Linked DNA regions of Salmo salar: region 2 is linked to region 1. A link is a contact called in public Hi-C data. All regions are on one chromosome and are shown on one strand. The core of a region is the stretch at or near the end of the contact, and the rest is flanking DNA. Distances in the headings are between cores, read along the strand shown. Region 1 overlaps LOC106575089 (alpha-1,6-mannosylglycoprotein 6-beta-N-acetylglucosaminyltransferase A). Region 2 holds the start of LOC106575089 (alpha-1,6-mannosylglycoprotein 6-beta-N-acetylglucosaminyltransferase A).

Evidence for each region. A called contact is a pair of places that touch in the nucleus more often than the background predicts.
Region 2: a contact with region 1 is called in a Hi-C map of gill, with 9 times the contacts expected there. The contact joins the promoter of LOC106575089 here to the enhancer-like site in region 1. A contact is called at or near these places in 3 of 3 Hi-C or Micro-C datasets (blood, gill and muscle).

What each region holds. Positions count from the first base shown.
Region 1 is chrssa17:9,727,801-9,734,786 of Ssal_v3.1, reverse strand. LOC106575089 (alpha-1,6-mannosylglycoprotein 6-beta-N-acetylglucosaminyltransferase A) reads left to right here. Exons shown (of 17, transcript XM_014151270.2): 13 at 5,850-5,996; 14 at 6,529-6,645. Among protein-coding and RNA genes, the nearest start is that of tm163, 59 kb to the right of the region's middle. Within about 2 kb of position 2,671, at least 1 of the 13 cell types and tissues checked has an H3K27ac peak or open chromatin away from gene starts, as enhancers often do. A contact at or near this core is called in gill, where this site is marked.
Region 2 is chrssa17:9,860,094-9,867,453 of Ssal_v3.1, reverse strand. It overlaps LOC106575089 (alpha-1,6-mannosylglycoprotein 6-beta-N-acetylglucosaminyltransferase A), which reads left to right and starts at 5,527. Exons shown (of 17, transcript XM_014151270.2): 1 at 5,527-5,706.

The sequences.
Region 1 (6,986 bases), core at 1,422-3,921:
GATATTTGGAAGGAGAGAGAGAGGGGGGAGGAGATCTTTGGAAGGAGAGAGAGAGGGGGAGGAGATCTATGGAAGGAGAGAGAGAGAGAGTGGAGGAGGTATTTGGAAGGAGAGAGAGTGGAGGAGATCTTTGGAAGGAGAGAGAGGGGGAGGAGATCTATGGAAGGAGAGAGAGAGAGAGAGGGTGGAGGAGATCTTTGGAAGGAGGGATAGGGTGGAGGAGATCTTTGGAAGGAGAGAGTAAGTGGAGGAGATCTTTGGAAGGAGAGAGAGGGTGGAGGAGATCTTTGGAAGGAGAGAGAGTGTGGAGGAGATCTTTGGAAGGAGAGAGAGAGTGGAGGAAATCTTTGGAAGGAGAGAGAGAGAGTGGAGGAGATCTTTGGAAGGAGAGAGATTGGAGATCTTTGGAAGGAGAGAGAGAGTGGAGGAGATCTTTGGAAGGAGAGAGTGGAGGAGATCTTTGGAAGGAGAGAGAGAGAGAGAGAGAGAGGAGGAGATCTTTGGAAGGAGAGAGAGATAGTGGAGGAGATCTATGGAAGGAGAGAGAGAGTTATCAGAGATCTTTGGAAGAAGAGAGAGAGAGAGTGGAAGAGATCTTTGGAAGGAGAGAGAGTGGAGGAGATCTTTGGAAGGAGAGAGAGGGGGAGGAGATCTATGGAAGGAGAGCGAGAGCGAGAGGGTGGAGGAGATCTTTGGAAGGAGGGATAGGGTGGAGGAGATCTTTGGAAGGAGAGAGTAAGTGGAGGAGATCTTTGGAAGGAGAGAGAGGGTGGAGGAGATCTTTGGAAGGAGAGAGAGTGTGGAGGAGATCTTTGGAAGGAGAGAGATTGGAGATCTTTGGAAGGAGAGAGAGAGAGTGGAGGAGATCTTTGGAAGGAGAGAGTGGAGGAGATCTTTGGAAGGAGAGAGAGAGAGAGAGAGAGAGAGGAGGAGATCTTTGGAAGAAGAGAGAGATAGTGGAGGAGATCTATGGAAGGAGAGAGAGAGTTATCAGAGATCTTTGGAAGAAGAGAGAGAGAGTGGAAGAGATCTTTGGAAGGAGAGAGTGGAGGAGATCTTTGGAAGGAGAGAGAGAGAGAGAGAGAGGAGGAGATCTTTGGAAGGAGAGAGAGATAGTGGAGGAGATCTATGGAAGGAGAGAGAGAGTTATCAGAGATCTTTGGAAGAAGAGAGAGAGAGAGTGGAAGAGATCTTTGGAAGGAGAGAGAGTGGAGGAGATCTTTGGAAGGAGAGAGAGGGGGAGGAGATCTATGGAAGGAGAGAGAGAGCGAGAGGGTGGAGGAGATCTTTGGAAGGAGGGATAGGGTGGAGGAGATCTTTGGAAGGAGAGAGTAAGTGGAGGAGATCTTTGGAAGGAGAGAGAGGGTGGAGGAGATCTTTGGAAGGAGAGAGAGTGTGGAGGAGATCTTTGGAAGGAGAGAGATTGGAGATCTTTGGAAGGAGAGAGAGAGAGTGGAGGAGATCTTTGGAAGGAGAGAGTGGAGGAGATCTTTGGAAGGAGAGAGAGAGAGAGAGAGAGAGAGAGAGGAGGAGATCTTTGGAAGGAGAGAGAGATAGTGGAGGAGATCTATGGAAGGAGAGAGAGAGTTATCAGAGATCTTTGGAAGAAGAGAGAGAGAGTGGAAGAGATATTTGGAAGGAGAGAGTGGAGGAGATCTTTGGAAGGAGAGAGAGAGAGAGAGAGGAGGAGATCTTTGGAAGGAGAGAGAGAGTGGAGGAGATCTTTGGAAGGAGAGAGTGGAGGAGATCTTTGGAAGGAGAGAGAGAGATTGGAGGAGATCTTTGGAAGGAGAGAGAGAGATTGGAGGAGATCTTTGGAAGGAGAGAGAGAGATTGGAGGAGATCTTTGGAAAGAGAGAGATTGGAGGAGATCTTTGGAAGGAGGGAGAGAGAGTGGAGGAGATCTTTGGAAGGAGAGAGAGAGTGGAGGAGATCTATGGAAGGAGAGAGAGAGTGGAGGAGATCTTTGGAAGGAGAGAGAGAGAGGGGGAGATCTTTGGAAGGAGAGAGAGGGGGGGATCTTTGGAAGGAGAGAGAGGGGGGAGGAGATCTTTGGAAGGAGAGAGAGGGGGGGGAGATCTTTGGAAGGAGAGAGATTGGAGATCTTTGGAAGGAGAGAGAGAGAGTGGAGGAGATCTTTGGAAGGAGAGAGTGGAGGAGATCTTTGGAAGGAGAGAGAGAGAGAGAGAGAGAGAGAGAGAGGAGGAGATCTTTGGAAGGAGAGAGAGATAGTGGAGGAGATCTATGGAAGGAGAGAGAGAGTTATCAAGATCTTTGGAAGAAGAGAGAGAGGGGGAGGAGATCTTTGGAAAGAGAGAGAGAGAGAGGAGGAGGTATTTGGAAGGAGAGAGAGAGAGGGGGAGATCTTTGGAAGGAGAGAGAGAGAGGGGGAGATCTTTGGAAGGAGAGAGAGAGTGGAGGAGATCTTTGGATGGAGAGAGGGGGGAGAAGGTGGAGGAGATCTTTGGAAAGAGAGAGGGAGAGGGTGAAGGAGATCTTTGGAAGGAGAGAGAGAGAGTGGAGGAGATCTTCAAGATCTTCTCATTAACCTGGTTTTTGGAAGCCCGGAGGGAGCGCTAATGAATTGCCATAAATCCAGACCTTAGCAGCAGTATTGTGTTGTTGAGATAACAAGAAGAATGAGGCAAGGTGTTTTCCAGCCACGCTTTCCTCCCTGCTCCTCTTTATGAATAAAGCATTTACCTGCTAACAGATTGCTTGTGTTAATTGCTCCCCCGAGATTTTTGGCAAAACAACACGGAATACATAGATACAGTATAAAACAGGGCAGGGGTGGAAGGCACTGTATAGAGTTGGCAATGAACCAGCATTATACTACCCTAGTATAATATTGTATGGCATTGGTATTAAGACAAGCATTTTGCTACACTCGCAATGACATCCGCTAAACACGTGTATGTGACCAATAAAATGTGATTTGATTTGAATGCTTTGGCTGTAGCTAATGGGGATCCTAATTAAATACCAAATCTCACAAAACGTAGACTACCTTGCGTTTACAACTGTATCGAAGACAGGGCTCATGTTGATCTAAGGTCCTAATTATCTCTTTATGACAGAATTCAACTTTGTACCTAGAAGGAAGTACAGTAGGCTACGATTATTGTCCTCCCGCTCTTCATGCAATTTGCATGTTCCCTGTGTGGAATGTGGTTTGACCTTGGGTTGTTTCCATAGCCAGCATATCCTTTAGACCAGTCGAACGTGTTCATCTCCTCTGTCATGCTATGGCCAAGTGCCCTTCTATTGAAATAACCGTCCAAGATGAAGCATTGGTCTGGAGTAGGGTGACGTTGCCCCTACACTCTGATCTTGGGTCTGTTTTGCTTTTTCCCCCACTAATGGTTATGGTTAAGATGCAGGGAGGGTAAGCTGACCCTAGAACAAAATTAAATCAGACTTTATTTGTCCAGTGCACAGCTTAGTACAGTAGCATGCTTGCTTGCAAGCATCTATTCTGTCACTAGGGGAAACTTCACTCCAGATTCATGCTATTGCAAAAGGGCCCTTCTGTTGAAATAACAGTCCAAGGTATAACATTAGTCTGCTGTATTTAGTGCTGGATCACTGGATTTTCTCTCCTAGGTCTCTGCCTTCTTTATACTGGCATATGACCACATTATTCTTCTGAAGTTGTTCAAGTACTGTATTTCATCGAAGGTCACTGTATTCGCTGCTCTTCCCTTTCACATCGCTAGCTACCTTTTCAAAGTGATATCTGAAGCACTTACAACGAGCCTGGTTGCCTCTCACCTTCTCACCATCCCCTATATAGATTCCTTCTCACAATATCCATTTAGCATATGCTACGCTATGCTTTTGTATGCTGTGCTATGCTACACTGTCTGAGAGGAGTTTGATCTATAAATAGCAGCTGTTTGTCAGGCCTGTGGGCTCACTGGGCTGCACTCTTGCCTGGGAGGAAGCACCACCAGTCAGCCTCTGCTGCCACCTGTTGACGAAACACTGAAAGCTGCAGTCAATACTGTGTCCCACTGCTGTTCAGTGTTTACATTGGGGTTCTCCGGTTCTGGGGAGCTACTGTCCTGGGACTGTGGGCTTTTGCTCCAGCTTGTCACTAACACACCTTTTTTAAGTAACCCTGATAAGGATTTCACTCTGGACCATGATTAGCTGAGTTAGATGTGTTACTGCAGGGCTGGAACAAGACCCTGCACACACAGTAGCTGTTAAGGAGAGTAGTGAGGTACAGTGGCTGAGGAGAAGGATGATATGGGTATAGACTGAAGAGAAGGATGATATGGGTATAGACTGAAGAGAAGGATGATATGGGTATAGACTGAAGAGAAGGATGATATGGGTATAGACTGAGGAGAAGGGATGGTATGGGTATAGACTGAAGAGAAGGATGATATGGGTATAGACTGAAGAGAAGGATGATATGGGTATAGACTGAAGAGAAGGATGATATGGGTATAGACTGAAGAGAAGGATGATATGGGTATAGACTGAAGAGAAGGATGATATGGGTATAGACTGAAGAGAAGGATGATATGGGTATAGACTGAAGAGAAGGATGATATGGGTATAGACTGAAGAGAAGGGATGGTATGGGTATAGACTGAAGAGAAGGATGATATGGGTATAGACTGAAGAGAAGGATGATATGGGTATAGACTGAAGAGAAGGGATGATATGGGAGAGTCCGTGTACAGCAGTGTTGCCAACAGTGGGCTGAACTAAAGAGACCGTCTGTCTCCCCAGGCATGGCCGGCACTGACCCGGTGGGATCTGGCTCTCGCCGACTCACAGACCAGCCATTGTGGCCGTCGCCGGCCCTCCGCTATAACAACCCCAGCTCCAACGGCTCTCTTTTTACTAATGGGGCCTCAGACAAACACATTATTGTGGCACGCTTCACGGACTAGTCACCTCTGGTTCCAGCATGTTAGAAGAGCCTCTCAGATATTTGCTTTGGTCATCCAGCTCAATGGGTTTCCTATTATCCTTTGTGTGTATGGAGTCTTTGTTGTGATGATTGGCACGGCCTCTTCTCTCCAAGGACAGGAGCGTATCTGTGTGATGAGCGTGTTTCATGACGAGAGCTAGTAGTACAGGTAATACAAGTACTGCAGCTACTGTACTTGTCTCAGTGCTGAGTAGTGCTTGAACCAGATGGGTTAGTACATAAAACAATACACACTTATTTACACAGTCTGTCCATTTCTGCTGGCTTTGCCAATGTTCTGCTTTTCTTTATTGCTCCAATTTATTTTTACGTTTTATCCCTGGCATGCATATGCATTTTTTCCAAGTAAAAACAGGTCAGGGGTTTCAAGCCCATGAGTCTCATATCCAGAGACCAATCCTAACAACACCACAAGCCTTACTTCCTCCTCTGGTCATTGTTTGTCAGTGCACGTGTGTGTGCACGTCTTCACTCTACCATGTTGTGTGAACTCCGCGTTTAGCCTCTCCTTGGGCCGACACCACACACACACACCACACTAAAGCGACTGAGATCTTGTGGCTGTGCTTACCAGACAGGAGAAGCCCTCTTTTACGAGCCAGTTTTATAGCAGAACACTTAGGAATGGTTAAGAACCAATAAAAGCAGGCTGGGTATGCTGCTGGTGCAGAGCAAAAAGACAAAGACAAGGCTGTGGGAATTCTGCAATCGTTTTTTTTCTCTTCCTGGCACTGATTCTGCTGATGGGGTCAATTTCAAATAAGAGTCTACTTGCAATAACTGTGATATGTAGTTGTTGTTTCCTACTGAACTTAGTTGAATGCATTGATTGTAAGTTGCTCTGGACAATAGCGTCTGCTAAATGTCAATGTAAATGTAATGCTCTTTTTCTCCACAGCTGTTTGTTGGCCTGTCCTTCCCCTACGAAGGCCCCGCCCCCCTAGAGGCCATAGCCAATGGCTGTGCCTTCCTCAACCCCAAGTTCACCCCTCCCAAGAGCAGCAAAAACACGGACTTCTTCAAGGGCAAGCCCACCCTGAGAGAGGTGAGAGGCGCCACTCTGCCCAGGGATCCCCCAGTCAAAGTGTGTGTGTGTGTGAGGGAGAGAGAGAGACATAACCTAGTCCTCTATTCACTTCTGTGCTATTACCTCTCCTTTCTTTTATTCATGACAGGTCCTCTGTAATAAGTCAGTCTGGTGTTTGAAGGATAGGGTCTAGTTTGTTGAGCGTGTGCGCACAGTACTTCTTCATCTGTGATGTGACTCGACTTCAATGCTCTCCTATTGAAGTGAACTACTGTGTCATGTCTGTTTTGATTCTGTCCTGCGTTTCTGTTTTTAGCCTGCCAAGGGACTAAAGATAAAAAAAATAACTGTCTATTTATTAGCTGACTAGCCAATTCAGCCAATATGACTTCAGTATTGTCTGGATAAGAGCAGCTGCCAAACCTGCTAAATGACTGAAATATGAACGTGAATAAATAATAAAACATATATATTGTGCGTTTTCTTCAGCTTGCCAAAAGTATTTTCATGGCAGTCGGAAGAAATTCAATAAAAATGTGTTCCCATGCAGTTGACCTCCCAGCACCCATATGCTGAGGTGTATATTGGCCAGCCCCACGTGTGGACGGTGAACATCGACAACCCTGCAGAGGTGGACAGAGCCATCCGCTCAATCCTCAGTCAGAAGGTACCCTTAAAACACACACACACACACAATACATGTTTCCCTGCTCGCATTCTCTCCTTTCTATTCTTTTAGCACAGTCTGAAATGAAAACTCTCCCAGTCTCATTTCCTAATGCCTCGGGTACACATACGCTTGTACCAGTCAGAGAAGCAGAGAGCGTGATCACAAATTCCAAGGGGGCTCGATTAGAATAGATGAATAAGAGGAATTCACAGAGAGATGAATTGAGAATAGCAAAGTGAGAGCTTTTCTTTCTCTCTCCCCTCACTGGGCCCGTGCATATTTAAGTCCAGGGGCAAGCAGACCTCGTGTTTGTGTCCCCAATGGCACCCTATTCCCTA
Region 2 (7,360 bases), core at 4,278-6,777, 130 kb before region 1:
GCCACTACAGAACACAACACACCACACCACTAAACAATACATTAATTGTACTATAACGGTGATAAACGGTGCCCACAAACTGTTAGGGCCTACATAAAGCTGTCCCAACAGCAGAGCTTTCTTTTCAGCACCATGGAGGGAATCTTTTCTGGCAGGGAAACAGTTCATTCAGCCTCATTTACTGCCTTTTTAAAAAACATAGCTTATATGACTGACTAGCTTAAACAACATTTTATCTGGTGTCTACTGACAATTGAGATGTACAAACTATGGCATAAGGGGGCGACGAGCGGATAAGAGGCAATCCGTAATCTCGATTAAGACATTAATGAGTGAGCTAGGACAGATGTAGTCAATATAACTATTTGTTCAGCAGTTTTGAAATGTACTGCGAAATAATTCAGAACATGGGCTGTTCTTACAGTTTTCTCCCTGTACACCAAGTCAGAGTTGTAGGATAAATAAAGGGGGTATAGAAGAAGACAATAAAAGCGCTTACAATATTTGATGATGACATTTCTCTAAAACAGGCTATAGGCTACATGTGCACCACCAAGTCAGAATAGTAGGGTAAGTTATAAAGGGGAAAGGGACCAAATTATTAGGGTGAGGCACATGGGCTATTAACAGCTTACTACACAACTTAGTATTACTTTCTTACAGCAGCTACAGTATACATATCTCCCTATCTCCCTGATGTAAAAAGGGCTTTATAAATATATTTGATTGATTGATATTACATAATTTATGCAGCAGCATACAATACATTCTTGGACTCGCCTTTCTGTACTGTGCTCACTTGAACAGGAAGGTGGCGCGGTGATCCTTCGTTGGCAAATTTTGTCATCAAACTTTGGCATCATAGTCTGGGATTCTCTGGATTTATGGTGCTTCAAGAAAACTGGGAACTCAAGGAAAAAAAACAAGGTTGAATCATGACATCAGTGATCTTCAGGCCGGAGCTCTAGAAAGAAGGCCGAGTTCTCAACTTGGAATTCCGAGTTGGATGACCGTTCAAAACGTATTTTCTCAGTCGGGGCTTGTTTTTTTCCACAAGATCCCAGTTGTCTTGAACTCAGTGAAGTCTGAGATTTCCCAGTTCTGAGTTTCCAGTTATTTTGAACGCGGCAGAAGTCATGCTGGATTGACAGCATGGCTAATGTTGAATGTTTATAATTTAAAGCTTGGAAAAGAGACCCTTAAACCCAGACTTAGACCACACACCCACTCCACTGAATAGCAGGCTAGTGATTGCTCTGCAACGCTTGCAGTTAGCCACTGATTCCTTCCAAACCACTCATTGTTGAATTTGTGATTTCCAACTTGTTGTGTAATGTTTATGTCCAATGGCCGATGAGCACCGCTACGTTTCATCTATAATTTCTCTTCATATGACAAGGATTAAAAAGGACTTGCCAGTAAATTGTCAACTTGATTCATGATGATTACTGCTAGCTTGCTGTCGATGTGATCAGTCTAATCAAAACTACGGTAGATATAACGGGATTTGACGTCATTTTATCTGTGACCAATGACCTTGAGCCTTCTTGGATGGGCACTTCTAATGTAACTCTATGATATGGTACGGTATGGTATGGCTCTCCCCGTAGATTTTGCGGTGACGTAGTGTCGTCACGAGTGACAGAACACTGAGCCAATCACGGCGCAACTAGAGAATATTACCAACCCCTATGCTCTGTATTTTCTGCTGGCTGCCCTAGCACCACAGAAAGCACTGAGCTAGGCTGAAACACCTGCATTTTGGAGCTGCCTTATTCAAGAAAGCAAAAAAGAGACCATGTTTGTATGTGGCTTTATTAACTCAATTATATATTTTTTTACATTGTTTGCAAACTGATATGTGGCACGTATTAACGCCAAAATAACTTGCAAAACAGGTAACACCTGACCTAAATGACGAGTCGCCACTGACTGTAACCTCTGTCTGATTATGTGTCAGTTACAGTGCCTTGCAAAAGTATTCATCCCCCTTGGCATTTTTCCTATTTTGTTGCATTACAACCTGTAATTTAAATAGATTTTTATTTGGATTTCATATAATGGACATACACAAAATAGTCCAAATTGGTGAAGTGAAATGAAAAAAATTACTTGTTTCAAAAAATTCTAAAAAATGTAAAATGGAAAAGTGGTGCGTGCATATGTATTCACTCCCTTTGCTATGAAGCCCCTAAATAAGGTCTGGTGCAACCAATTACCTTCAGAAGTCCCATAATTAGTTAGAGTGCACACAGGGGGACTTTATTTAAGTGTCACATGATCTCAGTATATATACACCTGTTCTGAAAGGCCCTGCAACACCGCTAATCAAGAGGCACCACCAAGCAAGCGGCACCATGAAGACCAAGGAGCTCTCCAAACAGGTCAGGGACAAAGTTGTGGAGAAGTACAGATCAGGGTTGGGTTATAAAAAAATATCCGAAACGTTGAACATCCCACCATTAAATCCATTATTAAAACATTTAAAGAATATGGCACCACAACAAACCTGCCAAGAGAGGGCTGCCCACCAAAACTCACGGACCAGGCAAGGAGGGCATTAATCAGAGAGGCAACAAAGAGACCAAAGATAACCCTGAAGGAGCTGCAAAGCTCCACAGCGGAGATTGGAGTATCTGTCCATAGTATAACTTTAAGCCGTACACTCCAAAGAGCTGGGCTTTATGGAAGAGTGTCCAAAAAAAAGCCATTGCTTAAAGAAACAAATAAGCAAACACGTTTGGTGTTTGCCAAAAGGCATCTGGGAGACTCCCCAAATATATGGAAGTAGGTACTCTGATCAGATAAGACTAAAATTGAGCTTTTTGGCCATCAAGGAAAACTATATGTCTGGCACAAACCAAACACCTCTCATCACCCCAAGAATACCATCCCCACAGTGAAGCATGGTGGTGGCAGCATCATGCTGTGGGGATGTTTTTCATCGGCAGGGACTGGGAAACTGGTCAGAATTGAAGGAATGATGGATGGCGCAAAATACAGGGAAATTCTTGAGGGAAACCTGTTTCAGTCTTCCAGAGATTTGAGACTGGGACAGAGGTTCACCTTCCAGCAAGACAATGACCCTAAGCATACTGCTAAAGCAACCCTCGAGTGGTTTAATGGGAAACATTTAAATGTCTCTGAATGGCCTAGTCAAAGCCCAGACCTCAATCCAACTCAGAATCTGTGGTATGACTTAAAGATTGCTGTACACCAGCGGAACCCATCCAACTTGAAGGAGCTGGAGTAGTTTTGCCTTGAAGAATGGGCAAAAATCCCAGTGGCTAGATGTGCCAAGCTAATAGAGACATATCCCAAGACACTTGCAGCTGTAATTGCTGCAAAAGGTGGCTCTACAAAGTATTGACTTTTGGGGGGGGGGGGGTGAATAGTTATACACGCTCAAGTTTTCAGTTTTATTGTCTTATTTCTTGTTTGTTTCAAAGTAAAAAATATTTTGCATCTTCAAAGTGGTAGGCATGTTGCATAAATCAAATGATACAAACCCCCCAAAAATCTATTTTAATTCCAGGTTGTAAGGCAACAAAATAGGAAACATGCCAAGGGGGTGAATACTTTTGCAAGCCACCCTACAATATGTGTTACAGCATGATTAGGGTTATCCAAAGTTGTAAATGACAATAATTCCCTGGATGTAATACAGTATATTTAGGCAATCTCGTGATGAAAAGTAAAATGGTCACAGTCATGACTGCGTCCCAAATGGCACCCAATTCCCTACATAGTGCACTACTTTTGATCAGGGCTCATAGGGCTCTGGTGAAAAATAATGCACATTATAGGGACCATGTCCACCGCACAAAAGGAAGTTGATCATAGTAGGCCTATCATTTGCTTTTCTGAATTGACCCAATCCCGTTAACATTACAATCACCTCTGATACAGTCAATCAACCTCCCGACTGGCATAGAATGAGTAGATAATAAGAACATGAATAGAAGATTAATAGATTATATTTCTATGCTGAGGAGCATGATTTACTCAGATTTCACAGATGGCGGGTACAAACCATGTCAAATTATTATGAGCCTTCTGCACGAGTTGTTCACTGAATGTGTCTGAGGCTCTGAGAGCCATGAATCATGATTGGATTGAGGGGGAATATGCAGCAGAGTTGGTCAGTGGCTATAGTAGCATTAACATTCCAATGGGACCCAGTTTACTACAGGTTAACATGCTGGTAGCTACCAGTGGATAGGTGCTCTACTTTACACTTAGTTTGGATTAGATTTAATTTTGGTAACACTTTACTTAAAGCCTTTAATGCATTGTTATGCAGTGTAATGCAATGTAAGACTTGTCATAAAGAGCATGTGTGACTCCCTAAAAATGTCTTATCATAATCATCTTGTAATGATCCTGACTAAATGCTGTCCATTTTGAGTAAGGTGCATTAGGCCTACACCTGCAGGCTTTATTTGGTGCCTCTTCAGATTTCAATGGCAAGTACAAGACATTCTCCTCTCAAAGTTGAGAGGGGCCTCTTCATAGAAGTATGTCTTTAAATCAAGAGGGGTAAATAAATGAATAAATCCCGTGATACAATAATTCTGAGCTTTGGGAGGGGGCTTATCTGTAATTTATACTTCCTTTGAAGATGGAGCGCTTTCATAATGCGGTCCACAGCCTAACAATTACAATATCAATGTGATATGGACGGGTTGAGTTGCCAATGTCTAGGCCTGGGGGACTGGTGTTTTAGGGGGACTTTGGGAATGCCCCCCAAAATGTTTTTAACTAACCACCATCAAAATCAAAAATTTAAAGCAAATCTAAAATACTTTTGTAATAAAAAGTTTGATTATCAATGTGTCACTTGCTATGGATTAGATAAGTGAGTACGCCTGGAATGTTGCTGTATTTTGGCAGGAAAATATCAAAGTAGGATTGGTGTGCCATTTCACATCCTGTTATGTTCTAATTAATGTCCCCATAATATTGGCATATAAAACTGTGCTGTGGATGCCCTCTAGTGTGCCTCTCAGACCAACAGTTTGGATTTCTTTAAACTCTATCAGTATATATTTCAGTATACAAAAGGCCAGCCGATGGCAGCAATCACTAAGTTTGTCTTTTTTATTTTGTTCACCTTTTTTAAGGGAGAATGGTGATTTTGTTGTCATATGACACTACGCAGCCTAGGGATTGGGCTGCCGTGTAGATTCGGCTACTTATAATGAACATATGAAAGTAAGAAAACTGAAAATAATATATAGTTTGCTTTCAGTTAACATGGAATTATTCACCACATAAATAGTTTATGCATATCGTTTTCCCCTATTTGTGATCTCTTAAGGACCGCAATTCCTTGTATGACACATGCAATTGGTACATATGCGAAATATAAAATAAACATGGTTCTAAATATGAATAAAACAGCACCAATGTAACATGTAATACAATTTATGCTTATCATTTTCTCATAAAGGTAAACGTTGCTCTCTTTTTTTTCGTTATTTCAAGGGGACACCAACATTCAGAGGATCCCTAAATAGCCTTTGCGTTAGGACAAGGCGCTGGAAGTGACAGAGCGAAAGAAAAGGCTCGAGCGCTGGAGCGGAAAACCGGAGCAAGCTACAGTAACTGTCCATTCATACGGAATCCTGTAGCATCTGTTGTCATATCAGCATAAAACAAAACCTGAGCCCCGAAGTCAATTTGGACCACTCTACTCTCCGAAAGGTAAGCTGTAATATGATTTCACAACATAGCATTTTCATTGCAGACGCAGTATTCTCCCAATCGTACTACGAGCGACTTGTCACTGCGGTTAGAAGTGCTGCTCAATGACGCTCAAGGATGACCAGAAAGCCAGACTCATCTCTAGCTAGCTAGCTATTTCAGTTTGTTCCCGTTTCTTGTCAGATATCTCTCGTTAACAGCTATTACAGTCATGTTATTGTTAGCTCCATGAGTAGCAAGCTAGCTAACGTTAGTTGACTTGCTGAGAAACTACTGCATGTGACAGCTAGCGCGAACTAGTAAAGAATCGCATACCGCAGCGTCCAAATGTTACTAATAATCCATCTGACCTATCCAATATAATGGTTAGCTTGTCAGCGAGTCAGCTAACCTGGTAGTTTAAAACCGTTGGAATGCAAACATACTGGCTTCCTTGCTATCCCTAAAAACAGAGTGGCTAGTTATGGACGGGGCTACTTTCTAGCTGGCTAAAATTGTCTGTTGTCGATTATTTGAGTGCGCGGTCAGACGAGAGTAACTAGCTAGCCATATTATAGCCTACCTACCTATCATTGACAGTTTTGCAGTGACATTAGCAAACCCTGCCAGTGCAGGTTTTGTTGTCAACAGATGTCTACTGTTTTCATGATAACACAGAATCATAGCTCTGGTTGCATTGATTTAATACTAGTACTACTAATAATAGCTAACATTCTCTTGAATTCGATTCTTGGCATGATATGATAGAAGTGACACTACTGGCTATGTCGCTTGAATTGCTGTTTGAAAGGTATCTAGCTAGCTAGAGGTGTTAACATAAAGCAATGTTACTACAATATAACTACACGTGAAAATGTATCAATTAAAAGGTTTTGTGACCACGGTAATATATGTGACGTGTCCTTTGTGGATAAGTATGAAAAACACTTTCCCCACACTTTCCACTGTGAGAGCTAGCTCACTATATGTTCCTAACTTCCTATAGCTCAGTGATTGGGTTGCTCAATACTGCCTTGGCTGCAATCCTCTGAGTAGATCTGAAAGAGTGCTTCTCTTACAACCCAGGAGATTTATTCAAACACCCAGTAATCCCCTTGGAAACAGTCCAGTGTACTCTGTAATTACAACTGTAGTCCACATTCTCTACAGTATACTTACTCTAAGGAATTTGGCTCAGGTACAGGTATAGTTATGGTTGGTGCCATGAAAACATAAAACATTCAGCTTTTGATGTTTAGTATCTTCTCTTGGAGGTTGGCTCTTTCTTATCCCCTTGGTAATGAAGAAGTGTGATTAAGATGGAGGACACACTGGCAGTTGTAATTGAGGTGATATTGGGTTTCTGATTCTGTTCACCTCACTGCTTAGCTTATTATCCTGACTATCAAACGGCCATTGGGACTGCAGTTAGCAGAGGTGAGCTGCTGGCTTCCTTGCCTTTATAAAGAGCTCTTTCAAGCACCTTTGCTGCAGCTCTTGGGGAGTATAAATCTGCTTGAAAGGAGCTTTGCTCCAGTGGCATGCCTTGCTGCTGGCAAGATAAATCGTTGGGACCGCATCATTGGGCAGGGCTGGAGGTGATGGAGGGATGGGACGGAGGTGGGCTTGTTGATGGTTTCGCCCAGAGCAGCAGAAGATTAAGTCTCTCTCTGAT